Regions from separate parts of the Ovis aries genome. Here region 2 is linked to region 1. The links are chromatin contacts, called in public Hi-C maps. All regions are on one chromosome and are shown on one strand. The core of a region is the stretch at or near the end of the contact, and the rest is flanking DNA. Distances in the headings are between cores, read along the strand shown. Region 1 holds the start of ZFP36L2 (ZFP36 ring finger protein like 2). Region 2 holds the start of LOC105606921.

The links. A called contact is a pair of places that touch in the nucleus more often than the background predicts.
Region 2: a contact with region 1 is called in a Hi-C map of liver, with 8 times the contacts expected there. The contact joins the promoter of LOC105606921 here to the promoter of ZFP36L2 in region 1. A contact is called at or near these places in 5 of 16 Hi-C or Micro-C datasets (liver, muscle, omental adipose tissue and 2 more).

The regions. Positions count from the first base shown.
Region 1 is chr3:80,983,305-80,990,584 of ARS-UI_Ramb_v3.0, forward strand. ZFP36L2 (ZFP36 ring finger protein like 2) reads left to right here and starts at 1,901. Exons shown (of 2, transcript XM_027966890.2): 1 at 1,901-2,251; 2 at 2,737-6,118. The coding sequence starts at 2,201. The coding sequence ends at 4,161. It overlaps LOC114113940 (a long non-coding RNA gene), which reads right to left and starts at 2,066. Exons shown (of 3, transcript XR_006059214.2): 1 at 1-2,066.
Region 2 is chr3:81,349,556-81,356,019 of ARS-UI_Ramb_v3.0, forward strand. It overlaps LOC105606921, which reads right to left and starts at 1,984. Exons shown (of 5, transcript XM_060413657.1): 1 at 1,811-1,984; 2 at 1,573-1,630; 3 at 736-1,000. The coding sequence starts at 1,984. TRNAI-UAU (transfer RNA isoleucine (anticodon UAU)) reads right to left here and starts at 659; the gene lies at 567-659.

The sequences.
Region 1 (7,280 bases), core at 651-3,150:
CACCCATCCAGCCATGCTCCAGAGGTCTGACTTGCTCCATTTTTTTGCTTTGTCAATTTAATAAGTAAGATGGAATTTACTTGTTTATCTTTTAAACACCATAACAGATAACTCATTTGCATTGGCACCTTGACAAAAGGTGATAAGATTAGTAAAGCAGAAATTATGTTAGTTTTACAAGGAAACCCAGTTGCCCAAGTGATTATGTGATTTGTCTAAAACCATGTGGTTTATAAGGGAAGGAGGCTGAACTCCAGCCCTGTTTCTGATCCTGAAGTCCTTACAGCCCTGCCCTGGCTCAAGCACCCTGGACGGGTAGAGAGTCCAGCAGTTGGCTCTGCATGCAAGCTGAACTTGAAGGAGTTGGTTTCCTGAGAGACAGGCCTAGTTCATTCCTTCCCAGGGTGCTGAGAGAGGGAGTGAGTGCAGCGGAATGTAAATAAGCACAAGGATACACAGCCAGAAATAAGATCAACTGGGCAAGGGGGTGTGGGTCGCAGGAGCTTCTTTCCCTGGCAGGTACTGGACCTTCCAACTTAGGCCCAGTAACAGCCTAGGCTGCCAGGTGTGCGAAATCATGGGCCGGACTCCAGCCTTTCAGAGGCAGCGTCTGCATAGACGCGAAGTGTCCTGGACAGGACCCCAGATCTAACAGAGGCTTAAGCCTCACTGGGTGCTGGGGCGAGGTGGTGTCTGCCTCACACCCAGAGGGCACTGGCTGGCAAAATCTTATACCAATGCAGGCTTCTGGGGTGTGGGACTGGCAACAGAAGGTAAGGAGAGCCCACTAGGTGAATCCTCGGTGCCCAGCCTTGCCTGGCTGCGGGTAGTCCTCAGCGGGAGCCCGCAACCCAGGACGAGCTAAGGAAGGGCGCGGCGCCCTGAACGGCCAGGGAGGGTCTAGGAGGAGCGCGCCAGGCCAAGGCTGCGGCGGACGGGAGCCTCGGCGGGCAGCTGTACCTCGACCCCCAGGAGGACTGTGGAAAGCCGGACAGACCAGCAGACGGACAAGGCGGCGGGAAGTGGCCTCCATGCCTGCGCGGCTCTCCCGGCCTTTCCTCCCGTCCTCCCAGGCGGCTCTCCCGCCCGGGACGCCCCGCGCCACTCTGCGACTTTGGCCCTGGCTCAAGGTCTTGTGATGTGATTAGCAAAGCCAGCGCCTTGTCCTCAGACACTCAGCCCTGCCCGGCAGGCCTCGGCATTCAAGCCCTGTTTACTGCAGTCTGGGCGGGAAGAGGGGCGGAGAAACGGGCCCAGGCTCCTCCGGGAGAGACTGCCCAGGCGGCCGCCCGCGTGGCCGCTCCCGCCCCCACCCCCACCGCATCTCCACGTGCAGTCGGGACGCAGCCACCACCCATTAAACTCGGGCCCAGAGTCCCCGCCCCCCCGGCCAGAGGACCCTTTCCAAAGCAGCCGGGCCGCGCGGACGGTTGCAATATTCTTGCACTTTGCAATTCCCGCGCCCAATATTAAACAGAGTAGGAGATAAAAGCTCCGCAATTTCGTCTAGCAGGATCGGGCGGGGAAAGACACGTTCAGGGCTGCAGAAACCCAACCACGTTAGACCTGCTGGGGATTTCCGACAGAACAGCCCCAGAAGAAGGGAGCCGTATCTTCCCGCCAGCAACCAACAGCACCCATCTCCGCCGAGATCTCCACGCCGCCCCGGGAGCCCAAGGCGGCCAGCCCCGCCCCGAGGCCTCTTCGTCCCCTCCCCCAGAGGAAAAAAATTGGCGGCGGCCAATGGGAGGCCAGGAAGGCTCTTGACGTCCGCCAGCGGGCGGGCGGCGTTGCCTAGAGACCCCTACGGGGTCAGCATTCTGTCCCCTCCCCTGGCACGCCCGCCCCGGAGCGGCCGCGCTCCGGGGGCTCTATATAGAGCGCGCGCTCGCAGGCCGCTGAGTTCCACCAGTCCGCGAGCTGCCGTCGGCTCCGCGCGGGGGGGGCGGGCCGGGCACCCCGGGGCGCGGAGGAGCGCTCTAGCTTAACTCTTCTTTCCCCCCAACTCCGCACTCCCGGACACCCTCAAACCAGTCCACGCTGCTGCCCCCGCTCCCTCTTTTCTCGCCCCCCAGCAAACTTTCGGTCTCTCCCTCGCCCCTCGCCCGTTACTCGTCGTGGCTCGGGCCCGGCCGCGCCGCCCCGAGGGCTCCTCCGGATCTCCCAGTCTCCAGCTCCGACCATTAGAGGATCCAGAAACATGTCGACCACACTTCTGTCCGCCTTCTACGATATCGACTTCTTGTGCAAGGTACGCGGGTGAGCAGGGAGCCCTTCAAGTTCTCAGGCTTGGCCTTCTGTCCTCGGCTTTGGGGGTTCTCTTCCCGCTCTGACTTTTTTAGATTCGGGAAAAACCCCAGAGTTTGCACTGTTGCTCGAGCCTTGTGGGCGGGGAGAAGGAGCAGCTGGGAGGAAAGGCAGAAGGGAGTCGCTGTAGCTGTTAAGTTTCACCGCAGCCACGCTGCCCGGGGCTTCCCGGACGGGGTTTGCGCCGCCCAGGCCTGCGGCCCACGGCTGAGGATCACATGTCGCGACGCAGCGCGGCCTAGGGTGGGAGAGTCCGGCTCCTCCCAGTACGAACTTGATTCTTGTGCGCGTTTAAGTGTGGAAGTTGGGCCGAATCGAGATCCGAAAAAAGGAAAAAGAATCGGAGGGCTGGTAGTGGCTACTCCGCAACTCGCCCCAACTCTTCCCTCCTCCCTTTTCATCTCTTCCCCGCTCCCCTCCTCTTGGCAGACGGAGAAATCCCTGGCCAACCTCAATCTGAACAACATGCTGGACAAGAAGGCGGTGGGGACACCCGTGGCCACCGCCCCCAGCTCGGGCTTCACGCCGGGCTTCCTCCGACGGCACTCGGCCAGCAACCTGCACGCGCTCGCCCACCCCGCGCCTAGCCCCGGCAGCTGCTCGCCCAAGTTCCCGGGCGCGGCTAACGGTAGCGCGGCGGCCGGCGGCTCGGCCTCCTACGGCACCCTCAAGGAGCCGTCGGGGGGCGGCGGCACCGCCCTGCTGAACAAGGAGAACAAATTCCGGGACCGCTCGTTCAGCGAGAACGGAGAGCGCAGCCAGCACCTCCTGCACCTGCAGCAACAGCAGAAGGGGGGCGGCGGCTCCCAGATCAATTCGACCCGCTACAAAACTGAGCTGTGCCGGCCCTTCGAGGAGAGTGGCACCTGCAAGTACGGCGAGAAGTGCCAGTTCGCGCACGGCTTCCACGAGCTGCGCAGCCTGACGCGGCACCCCAAGTACAAGACCGAGCTGTGCCGCACCTTCCACACCATCGGCTTCTGCCCCTACGGGCCGCGCTGCCACTTCATCCACAACGCTGATGAGCGGCGACCCGCGCCGTCCGGGGGCGCCTCCGGGGACTTGCGCACCTTCAGCGCCCGCGACGCGCTGCACCTAGGCTTCCCGCGGGAACCGCGGCCCAAGCTGCACCATAGCCTCAGCTTCTCGGGCTTCCCGTCGGGCCACCACCAGCCCCCTGGGGGCCTCGAGTCGCCCCTGCTTCTCGACAGCCCCACGTCGCGCACACCGCCGCCACCCTCCTGCTCTTCGGCCTCGTCTTGCTCGTCGTCCGCTTCGTCCTGCTCGTCGGCCTCGGCAGCCTCCACGCCCTCCGGCGCCCCGACGTGCTGCGCTTCTGCTGCGGCCGCGGCGGCGGCCGCGCTGCTGTACGGCACCGGGGGCGCCGAGGACTTGCTTGCACCCGGCGCGCCCTGCGCCACCTGCTCGTCGGCCTCGTGCGCTAACAACGCCTTCGCCTTCGGCCCGGAGCTGAGCAGCCTCATCACACCGCTCGCCATCCAGACCCACAACTTTGCCGCTGTGGCTGCTGCCGCCTACTATCGCAGCCAACAGCAGCAGCAGCAGCAACAGGGCCTGGTGCCCCCCGCGCAGCCCCCGGCGCCGCCCAGCGCGCCCCTCCCTGCCAGCGCCGCCGCGCCGCCCTCGCCGCCCTTCAGCTTCCAGTTGCCACGCCGCCTGTCCGAGTCGCCGGTGTTCGACGCGCCCCCTAGCCCCCCAGACTCGCTGTCGGACCGCGACAGCTACTTGAGCGGCTCCCTGAGCTCGGGCAGCCTCAGCGGCTCTGAGTCCCCCGGCCTTGACCCGGGTCGCCGCCTACCCATCTTCAGCCGCCTCTCCATCTCCGACGACTGAGGCAAGAGGGCGCCAGTGAGGAGAAGGAAGGGAAGGCGGTTCTGGGGGTGTTGGAGGGCGCCCCTGCTTAGGGGCAGAGGGGCACGGGAGTGTGGGGAGTGACATCGGCCACAAGCAGACTGCAGGCTGTGCCGAGCACTTGGACTCGAACTTGAGTGCCGGGAGGGGCCCCCACCCCTCCCCTTTCGGTTCCCTCTTTGTTTTTTGTTTTTTTATTATTATTATTATTTTTATTATTATTACGAAGTTTCATTCTTGTTGAGCGGGAAAAAAGCCAACGAACTTTTTGTATTGATGAACAAAAGACTCACAACAGAGCAGTTGTGATGCGGATAGAACAAAAAACCAAACAACAAACTTTTTTAGGTCTCCGATGCGTTTGGGATTTTAGGAAAAATCAACCCAGCACCAGCAGCTATCAACCACCATTCCATATCTTCACTTGAAAAGCATTAGTTACAGTCCAGATGTCGGGACTCTTGTCTTGAGAGAGGTTCCTAATTGTTTGTCCCAGACCAGTGTAAACAAACCAGCCAACCACCGCCTTGCTAAACCTATAAGCTTTTAGAATCCAATATTCTGCCAAGAATATGCCTTGATAGTACACCTCAGCTCCATAGGTGTTTGTTTTTTAACAAAGTTATATATGTCTGGAAAAAAGAAAAACCTTGCATTCCAAAGTTTCATACTGGTTACTGGTTTCATTGCCACCACTTAGTGGATGTTTAATTTAGAACCATTTTGTCTGCTCTTTCTGGAAGCCTTGGGCAGAGCTTAGTTTGTAATTGATGGGGAATAACTGCTGAATTTTTAGCTGTTTTGAGTTGATTCGCACCACTGCACCACAACTCAATATGAAAAAAAAAAACTATTTAACTTATTTATTATCTTGTGAAAAGTATACATTGAAAATTTTGTTCATACTGTATTTATCAAGTATGATGGAAAGCAATAGATATATATTCTTTTATTATGTTAAGTTATGATTGCCATTATTAATCGGCAAAATGTGGAGTGTATGTTCTTTTCACAGTAATATATGCCTTTTGTAACTTCACATGGTTATTTTATTGTAAATGAGTAAAAAAAATCTTAATTTAAGAGATTGTATGTAATATTTATTTCATTAATTTCTTTCCTTGTTTACGTAAATTTTGAAAGATTGCATGATTTCTTTACAGAAATCTATCTTGATGCTGTGGAAGTAGTTTGAGGAATATCTTATGAGTTTTTCTTAGAATGTATAATGGTTGTAGCCCATCCAACTTTAAAAGAAAAAATGACCACATTGCAATCAGGCTTACATGTGGCATGCTTTTCTCATTCCAACTTTATAAATTAGCAAAAGATGTTTTTTGTTTGCTTATTCCACCAGTTCCACTGTGACATACTCTGCATATAAAGACATGTAGCAATAATGGGGGGAGGGCGGTAATCTCACAGTGCCTTTGGAAGGGCCAGAACTTGCCTTAAATTTTCCTCAACCAAATAAGTATTTTGTCTATTAGTGCTTGAGAGAATCTGAATGTAGGATGGGTTCAACTGCACAAAAGGAGAAGATTTTTACCACTTTTTTTATATAGATATAAAGTGAAGAGGCCACCTCTTAGTGCTAAAATGGTATGTAGTACATGAATATGCCTTGTTTAATTACAGAAAATTCCAAAACTTGTACTATTTTTTTTTCCCCGTGTGGAAAGGCAGGAATGCTTTTCTGGACAGCGGCTGAATGAGCAGTAGCTTTAGTTTGTTTGTACGTAGGTACAGTTGGAGCACTATGTATGTATGTATTGTGGACTACTTTGACAGAAGTAGGTATTTTGAATGTAACAAGGTTAAGTCAACTTGAGTTGTAATATATTTGGGGAATCAGTTCACTACAAATTGTGACTGTAAACATTGTACTGTAAATGTTTTTTAGTTTTCCCCCAATAAAACTTTTGGGAAAAAAAAAAAAGGTAATGTGTAAGATAGCTTCCTTTTTTAAAATGGGGATATCTATAGAGCTTTCTAGCTTCCCACCACTGTCAGACATTGCCCAGGTCTTAAGAGAGTTGGGTGGTAGGGTTTAGAGGGCTGGCAGAGCCTGAGTTCTGAAGAGCTTGTCTCCCTATATGTTTTAATAGGAAGTTCTTTTAGCTGAAAGTAATTTAGACTGTCAAGGGCATTAGTTTAGCTAGCTGTTCCCTTTGCTAATAAGATGCATCCCCGAGTTGGCTGACTGGTAGCAGGTCCTGGCTGGGAGGCCTGAGGGGTGTGGCCCGCCTGTGAGTCACCAAGCGATCACGTGTCTGCAGTGGCAGCTGAAGGTCTGATTTTTTTTTTTTTTTTCCAGTGGGACGCCCGTGAAACAACTGCTTGGGTGAGGAGGGTCTTGCCAGCCTCTGGCTGAATTGGGGGTGGGAAGTTAAAGCCCAGCCTTTCTGGGCCAGAGAACCAGGGTTTGGCCTGGACTTTGGAAAGCCTGGTTGTGCTGAGGACGGAAAGAGAAGGAAGATTAAACAAGTTAAACTTATATCTGGGTAGTGTTTGTTTATGTGGACAGCTTCCTCTGGGAGTGAGCACACACGTTATTTATGCAAAAGGATTAGTGTCTGTGCTTGAGACTACTATAAGCCGCCAGAAAGCAAATTCAACCCAGGTCTGGAAAAAAGGAAGGAAAAAAAAAAAGCTTTAAATCTCTCTGCTGATTCTCACACAATTGAACAAAACCTGAGTATGGTTCTTTCCTACAGTTGCTTTAAAGCTTAAAAATGTGCTTCATAAATCAATTCCTGTTTTTCCTTCTCTACCCCTCACCCAGCCCTAACACACACACAGTTCACTTTTTCCAAAGTAAATAAGAGCTTTAGCAAAAGTTTGTTTCCTCATCTACAGCAACTGGGTTCTATCACCCGTACTCCTGTCCCCTTGACCGTGTGTTCACTGGGGTCTCCTGAGTCTCACAGCTGAGTCTGGTTGGGTGGGGGTGATCAGTGGAGGCCGCCAGGCCTTGAGCAGCTGCTTCACGCTAACAGTGATTGCGCTGGTGTTAACTGGAGCGTTTTGGTGCTAGGCGCACGCTGCCAAAGGGGATCAGGAACAATTTCAAAGTTCTCCCAACTGCCTGGCCCCTGGCC
Region 2 (6,464 bases), core at 734-3,233, 370 kb after region 1:
CGTCTAGGGGCTCTAGATCCGAGGGAGGGGCGACGACTAGTTAGTAGTAGTTAAAAAGGAGGACAGCGACCGCTCCTGCTCTGGGCTTCGCGGGAGTGGTCGCTCGGCTCCCGCCCCGCCACCCAACGCGCACCCCGCCGCTCCTGGTCCTGGGTGAGGGGCAGCGCCCGGGAACCGGCTCCGGGAGCTCGGGCAAGCCCCGTAGAGAGGGCGCCGGAGTTTTCGATGACGAGACCCAGGTAGGGCCCCATCACCGGTGCAGCGCCCTTGCGGTCCACATCCCCGGTCCCGGGATCCGGGACTGGGTGCCGTTAAAGGAAATGCCTAGGGAGAGGGAGCAGCAGGTAAACGTCCGGGTTCGGGCGGCTGGATGGTTCGCGGGGGCAACAAGTAGCTTGGAAAGCGAGTTAGAGGAGCGGATACGAGCGGCTTCCTGCCTGCAGCGGAGCAAAACACGCAAGCAGAGCAGTCAAGAGACAGGAACTGAGGAGTGTAAAGAGAGACTGATTCGTTTCCTTGAGCACGGAGGTAAAAGTGGGGAAACGTGCGGGTATCCAAAAGGGTCGTGCTCCAGGTGAGGCTCGAACTCACAACCTCGGCATTGCTCTGCATGTACTGCTGTATAAGTACCGCGCGCTAACCGATTGCGCCACTGGAGCTCTGCTCACCCCGCCTTGCGATGGCTCTATCAGGGTTTACTCAGGCCCCGTGCGGGCCTCTGCGGAGCATGCGCACCTTCGGCTCGGCACGGCGGGAACTAGCCGGGGCCCCGAGACCCCGCAGCTTCCGGTCCAGCAGCTCCCGTTCGAGTTAAGGCCGGGAGGCTGCGGAAGTCTCCGTCTGGAATGGCGGGGTCGTGTGGCAGGGCCTTGTAAAGAGCTCAGCCCGCCTCCCTGAGCAGCGCGGGAGGAGGAGCCCTGGCCGCGGCGGTCTGAAAACCACCTCCGAGTCCTCGGTGTGGAGCTTCGCCTGCCGGGAGCAGACCCCGCGAGGAGCCGGTCTCACCCAGGAGACAGGCTGCGGCCGGCGGGCGGGCCCTGTTGCGAGGGATGGGGCGGCCTGGGCTCCGGGGCCGTAGATGTCCCGGACGACTGTCCCTGCGCCCTGCTCCAGCCTGCCTGGTGAGCGGGAAGACTCCACCCCCTAACCTGCGCTCCCTGGAAGTCGGTGGGAGCCGGGAAACCCGCGAAAGGGCGAAGCCGGTTGAGGCTCCAGAGAGTGCCGGGGCTGAAGTGGCCTTCGAGCTTCCAACACCGGACGGGGCGGGGATTTTACCGTCAGACCCTTGTTGTGTCCCGAAGGCTTTCTACTGCCCCTTACTCTGTCCTGAGTGGGGTGCTCGGGCACTCAGGCTGAAGAAGTGTCCCCGAAATCTTGTCAAGCCACGGGCGTTCCGGGGACACGATGATAGTCCGAGTCTTCAAGAGGCTGCAGCCTAGGTTCCGCGTCTTTTGTTGGGCCACACAATGTATGTTTTGTTTAAAGCGAGTTCCTAATATGTAAAATCAAGAGGTCTCCTACAAATATCTGGATATCCATTTCTGTTTTTTAAGCGGAAAGTGTAAACCTTACCCAGGACTGAATTATGACTGTCCCGCGCCTTATGCACTTCGTCTTTGTGGGCCCCTTTCTGCATTAAAAAAAATTTTTTTTTAAATTAAGTTTTGCTGCTATAAAACACAAATATAATCCAGGCTGGATTTATCGTTACATTTATTATATTTTTTCTGATCTCAAATTTTAATGTAAACATTCTGGAGAGTTCTAGGCACTGTGTCTGTTATCCTTGACTGATAACTCTAGTGGGGACCTCTGGGAGTTTATCAGCAGCCTCCTCCAACAAGTCCCCCGACCCCTTCCCTCTCGGATTCCCTCCATCGATTGTCGATTGTCGCCGGCGCCTCTCTGTTAGATGACCTCTGCTTTCCTGGGAGAGCCAGGACAACAAACAAGAGAACACTATGTCAATAAATTTAAGAACCATCACGAGCAAGGGATGGGGGCAGAATAATGATCATGCATAATCACCGTGTTGAAGGGAAGGTAAGTGTTAAGTTGCTCAGTCATGTCGGACTCTTTGCGACCCTATGGACGGGCTCGCCAGGCTCTTCTGTCTTTGGGATTCTTCAGGCAGCAATACTGGAGCCCGTTGCCATTTCCTTCTCCAGGAGATCTTCCCAACCCAGGGATTGAACCCCCGGTCTCCTACATTGCAGGCTGGAACCTTTACCGTCTGAGCCGCCAGGGAAGCTTAATCACATTGATGGTGCTGACTGTCATTAACAGGTTGTGTTTGGGTGATGAAGTCAAGAGTAGGATTGTAGAAAAGCCTTGAAATTGGAGCAGAGAAGACTGGAATGGTCAGGCAAAGGCTGAGGTGACAGACACAGGCTCTGTGTAAGGGAGGGGCCTCTGAAGGGGGTGTTTTCAGGAAGGTCAATGCTTTGTGCATACTGTGGTGTGCACCCAGGGAAAGGAGATAGGTGGCCTCTCCAGATGGTTTGTGGACTATGGGAGATATGCATCCAGAGCTCTGGAAGGATGGTCAACACCCCTGCAAGATCCCTTCAGGCTGATGGTGGATGCAGAGCTGTTTACAAAATGCCAGGATTAGGGCTCCTTGGAGCCGACTTTGCTGGGTCCTTGGTAAATCAAGGACAGCAGAGAGTGAGCCTTTGAAATAAATCCCTCCTAAAACACAGAACAAACTCTCAAGGTAAAGGCATGATTTGCCCACAGGTGGGAATAATTTTTCCCCTAAATTGAAAGGGGTTAATTTCCTAAAAGACACGAAAATAAGTTATGGACTCAAACACAGCATCTGCTCAGATCCAGTAGCATTTGCAGAGTCTGCTCTTTCTTGCTCCTAGCTCCTCAGGTAGAATATTTCTGGTGAATTATAAGGAGCAAAGATAGCCCCTGGTGGTCCAACTTCCCTTTCCACGCTTCACTTTCAGATCTTGTATTGGTTCAAGCAGATACTGCTTTGTATGAGACCCTTTACAGTTTTGGTTCAGCAGATATTAACTGACCGTGGTTGCGCAGGAACGGAAGGCAACACCTAATACAGCCTTTTAGAACTAAAATAGTTTAATCCCCAAGGAAATTAGGGCTCTAACGGAGGAATCTGGTGAGGGCAGTGCTGAGCCTAGAGAGGGTAGTGTCAGAACCTGTGCTGCTAGAGAGATTTTTCAGCAAGAACGAGTATACTGAGACCTTCAAATCACTTAACCTCATACACACCCATCCTGAAGAGCACTGAACGAAGAGTCTGAGTCTGGCCCTCCCCGGTTGTGTGACTTTAAGTAAATCTCTTACCCTTTCTGGGCCTGTTTCCTCATTTGTGAACTGAGGTCTAAACCAGAGTTTCCTATCCTATCTTGACTGGAGAATTCCTTTTACCATGTATACCCTTGACAACAGCTTGCGCTGATTTAATCATGTAATAATTTGTGTAATGTGGAACAAAGAAGTGATTCTTAAAACTTATTTTAGATATATGTATGATATTAAAATAAACTTGAGTAACATCCATAGTATCATAAGACTAGTTTCAACTTCCCATTTACCATGTAATGCAAAATGTTTGATTTAATTATGTAAGGGAAAAGCATGCTTTGTTAACAGTCTTTAAAAGAGCATATACTGGTCTTAGGACAAATGTATTAAAATGTATGAAATGCAATGACTCACTGTAGCATCGAAAATAGACACAAACTGCTTTCCTAACTGAATGTTTAGAATTTATGCTTTTTGCACTTTAAAAACTGGTTTATTTTTATTACTTTCATGTTTTTGTGTGTCTAAATGATGAGCTAAAACAGAAGGGTTCCGGCTGCTGTGTGTAAGCACCATTCTGCAAATAACATGAAGCGGGCGTGGCTGGTCTTTATTCCTAATAATGAAAGACCAAATTGGATATAATGATCACCATATTTTGTCTTTTTGGTTTTTGCTTCTGACATACAAGATAAACATTTTGATTAGCCGAATGCAATTTGCACATCAAGTAAATGAAGACCATCTTGAACTAGATTTGTAGAATTTTCATTTTATGGTCTTCTTTTACTTTATTTCAGCAAACTTTTTATATTTTATGTTTTTAGCCAGCATTCCATTATGGTTGTATATGAAGCAATATATGATTTTAGATAGGTGCTACAGAGGAGTCAAAACTCACCACTTAGGACCCACGACTGCTGCTGAATCATAAACACATCTGGTATTTAGGGACCACTGCAGGTGCTGGTCAGCAGGCCTCAGATGTTCCCAGAGTGATCTCACATTCATGGGGCAAGAGGTTGAATGAAGAATTATTGTATTATTTTTCTAAGTAGAAATAGAGAAGATGCTCTATCACCTGTAACAGTGAGAATCATCTTGAATGTCTTTCAGAACTTCTAGGATTTGGCAATGTCTAAAATCCCTTCCTATCCTAGTAGTCCATGATCCTTACCAGCACCACATGGAGAATGACCCTTTATTTGCCCTTTGGAGGAGAAAGATGTGTCGGTCTTATGGCCCAAGCTCTAGGGAAGTGTGATACAGATTTGAACCAATTACACACAGGAGAGGAACATGATAATTTGGGAAAGTACAGATTCCCTTGACTCTGGATTGAAGCTGAAATGACATGGTGAGAGCCTGTCAGAGGAGAAAAACATTTAAAGACTGATGGCATTTCAGTGTTAGTATGGGGAAATGAACACTGTTCAGTTTTCTTGTTTTTTTAAGACAGTTAAGCAGAATCTATCCAATACATGTCCTTTGACCCAGCAGTTCCACTTCCAGGAGTCTCTGCCATAGAGACATTCAAACATGGGAACAAATATACCATATTTCATCAAATCTGAGTTGCCCTATCCTATAAAATGTACCATGACTTTATGTGATATTAGAGAAAGAAAAGATGCTGCCATTTTAACAACACTGTGCTTTCATGTCAGACTTTTTATTTTGTACGTATTAAAAGAGCTCTTTTAGACAAACCCAGACGTACATTTTAAAAATCATATATCACTCTTGAGAACTATTTCTTTTGGCTCAGCTTTTCAGCCTCTTAGTTTCTCCCACCTACAAACCGAACAATGCGTCACGGAGCAAAGCAGCTCGGGCTGCACTTCTTCCTGAATCTGGACCCCTCCACACCTGGGCTGTCTTCAGTTTTGCGTATCTGTATCTATTGTGTTTCTAACTGTTACCAGTGGGAATAGTTTGACAGAAAATAGTATGTAAAGAGTTCGTGTGACCACGTTTTTATCCTCCAAAAAGGGACATTCCTTAGAGTGAAAGGGGATGTTGTAATAACCAGCATGACGGTGACTGCAGCCGACCGCTAAGAGCACAGGGCTGTCCTAACCATAGGCTGCTATGTACTGCCTGTTGTTTAGTTTCTAATTCGTGTCTGACTCTTGTCCTGTAGCCCACCAGGCTCCTGTGTCCATGGGATTTCCCACGCAAGGATACTGGAATGGATTGCCGTTTCCTTCTCCAGGGGATCTTCCCGACCCAGGGATCAAACCTGCGTCTCCTGCTTCGCAGGCAGATTCTTTACCACTGAGCTACCAGGCTATAAACACATATAACACAAATAGAAAGGATTCCCTATGAAATGTCGTCTAATTATGAGAATGTAAACAGGGTGTGTGTCAGTTGTTAACTTAGTGCTTCTCTGCTCGAAACACACCATCTCTGCCCTGTGGTCTCGCCAGCCAGCACCACTGTTGTGCCCCATCAGTGGATGGAAGGTGCCAGAAGAACGCTGAAGGGTCTTCTCTTCCTCCTTCTACAGCACAGCTGCCAGTGGGCGGCTTCCAGTTAGATTTTGCCATCCTCCCAGCGCAGCTTCCTGCTTGCCAACCCCAGCCTGCAGCGCCTCGGCAAGCTTCTCTGCCATCCAGTGAGCCCCCACCACGCACCCACCAGAGAGTTCCGAGCCTCAGCTTCGGTGGAGAGGGAGGGCTCTTTCCAAGTTTATCCTTCCGTGGGTTTTCTCTGTTATCTCTGGAGGTAGAGGCTGCTCCCTCTCTCCGTTATTCCTGTATCCGTTAGAGGATTCCTTTTACCCCACTTAGTAAACAGCTTTTTATATTGAATTTTCCCTGTTCAAATTACTGCATCCTGAGTGGATTCTGGCTGGATCCTAATTATTTCTTTCACTTGTCATATGAGAACAAAACCTTTCAAAAAATATGGAGAACAAGGGGGCAGGTCAGTTAAAAAAAATAATAACACACAGTGCTTACCATGTGCCAGGCAGTGTTTAAGAACTCAATAGCTTATCAACCAGTTTAATCTTCATGCCAATCCTATGATGTAAGTAGTAGTAGTATTTTATTTTACAGATGAGGAAACTGAGGCACAGTGAGGTTACCTTAGTAAGTGGTAGAACAGGAATTGTATCACTCAGGTGTCCATACCGTCACCACTCTACAGAGTACAGTGCTCACTGTGCCTTGGAGAAA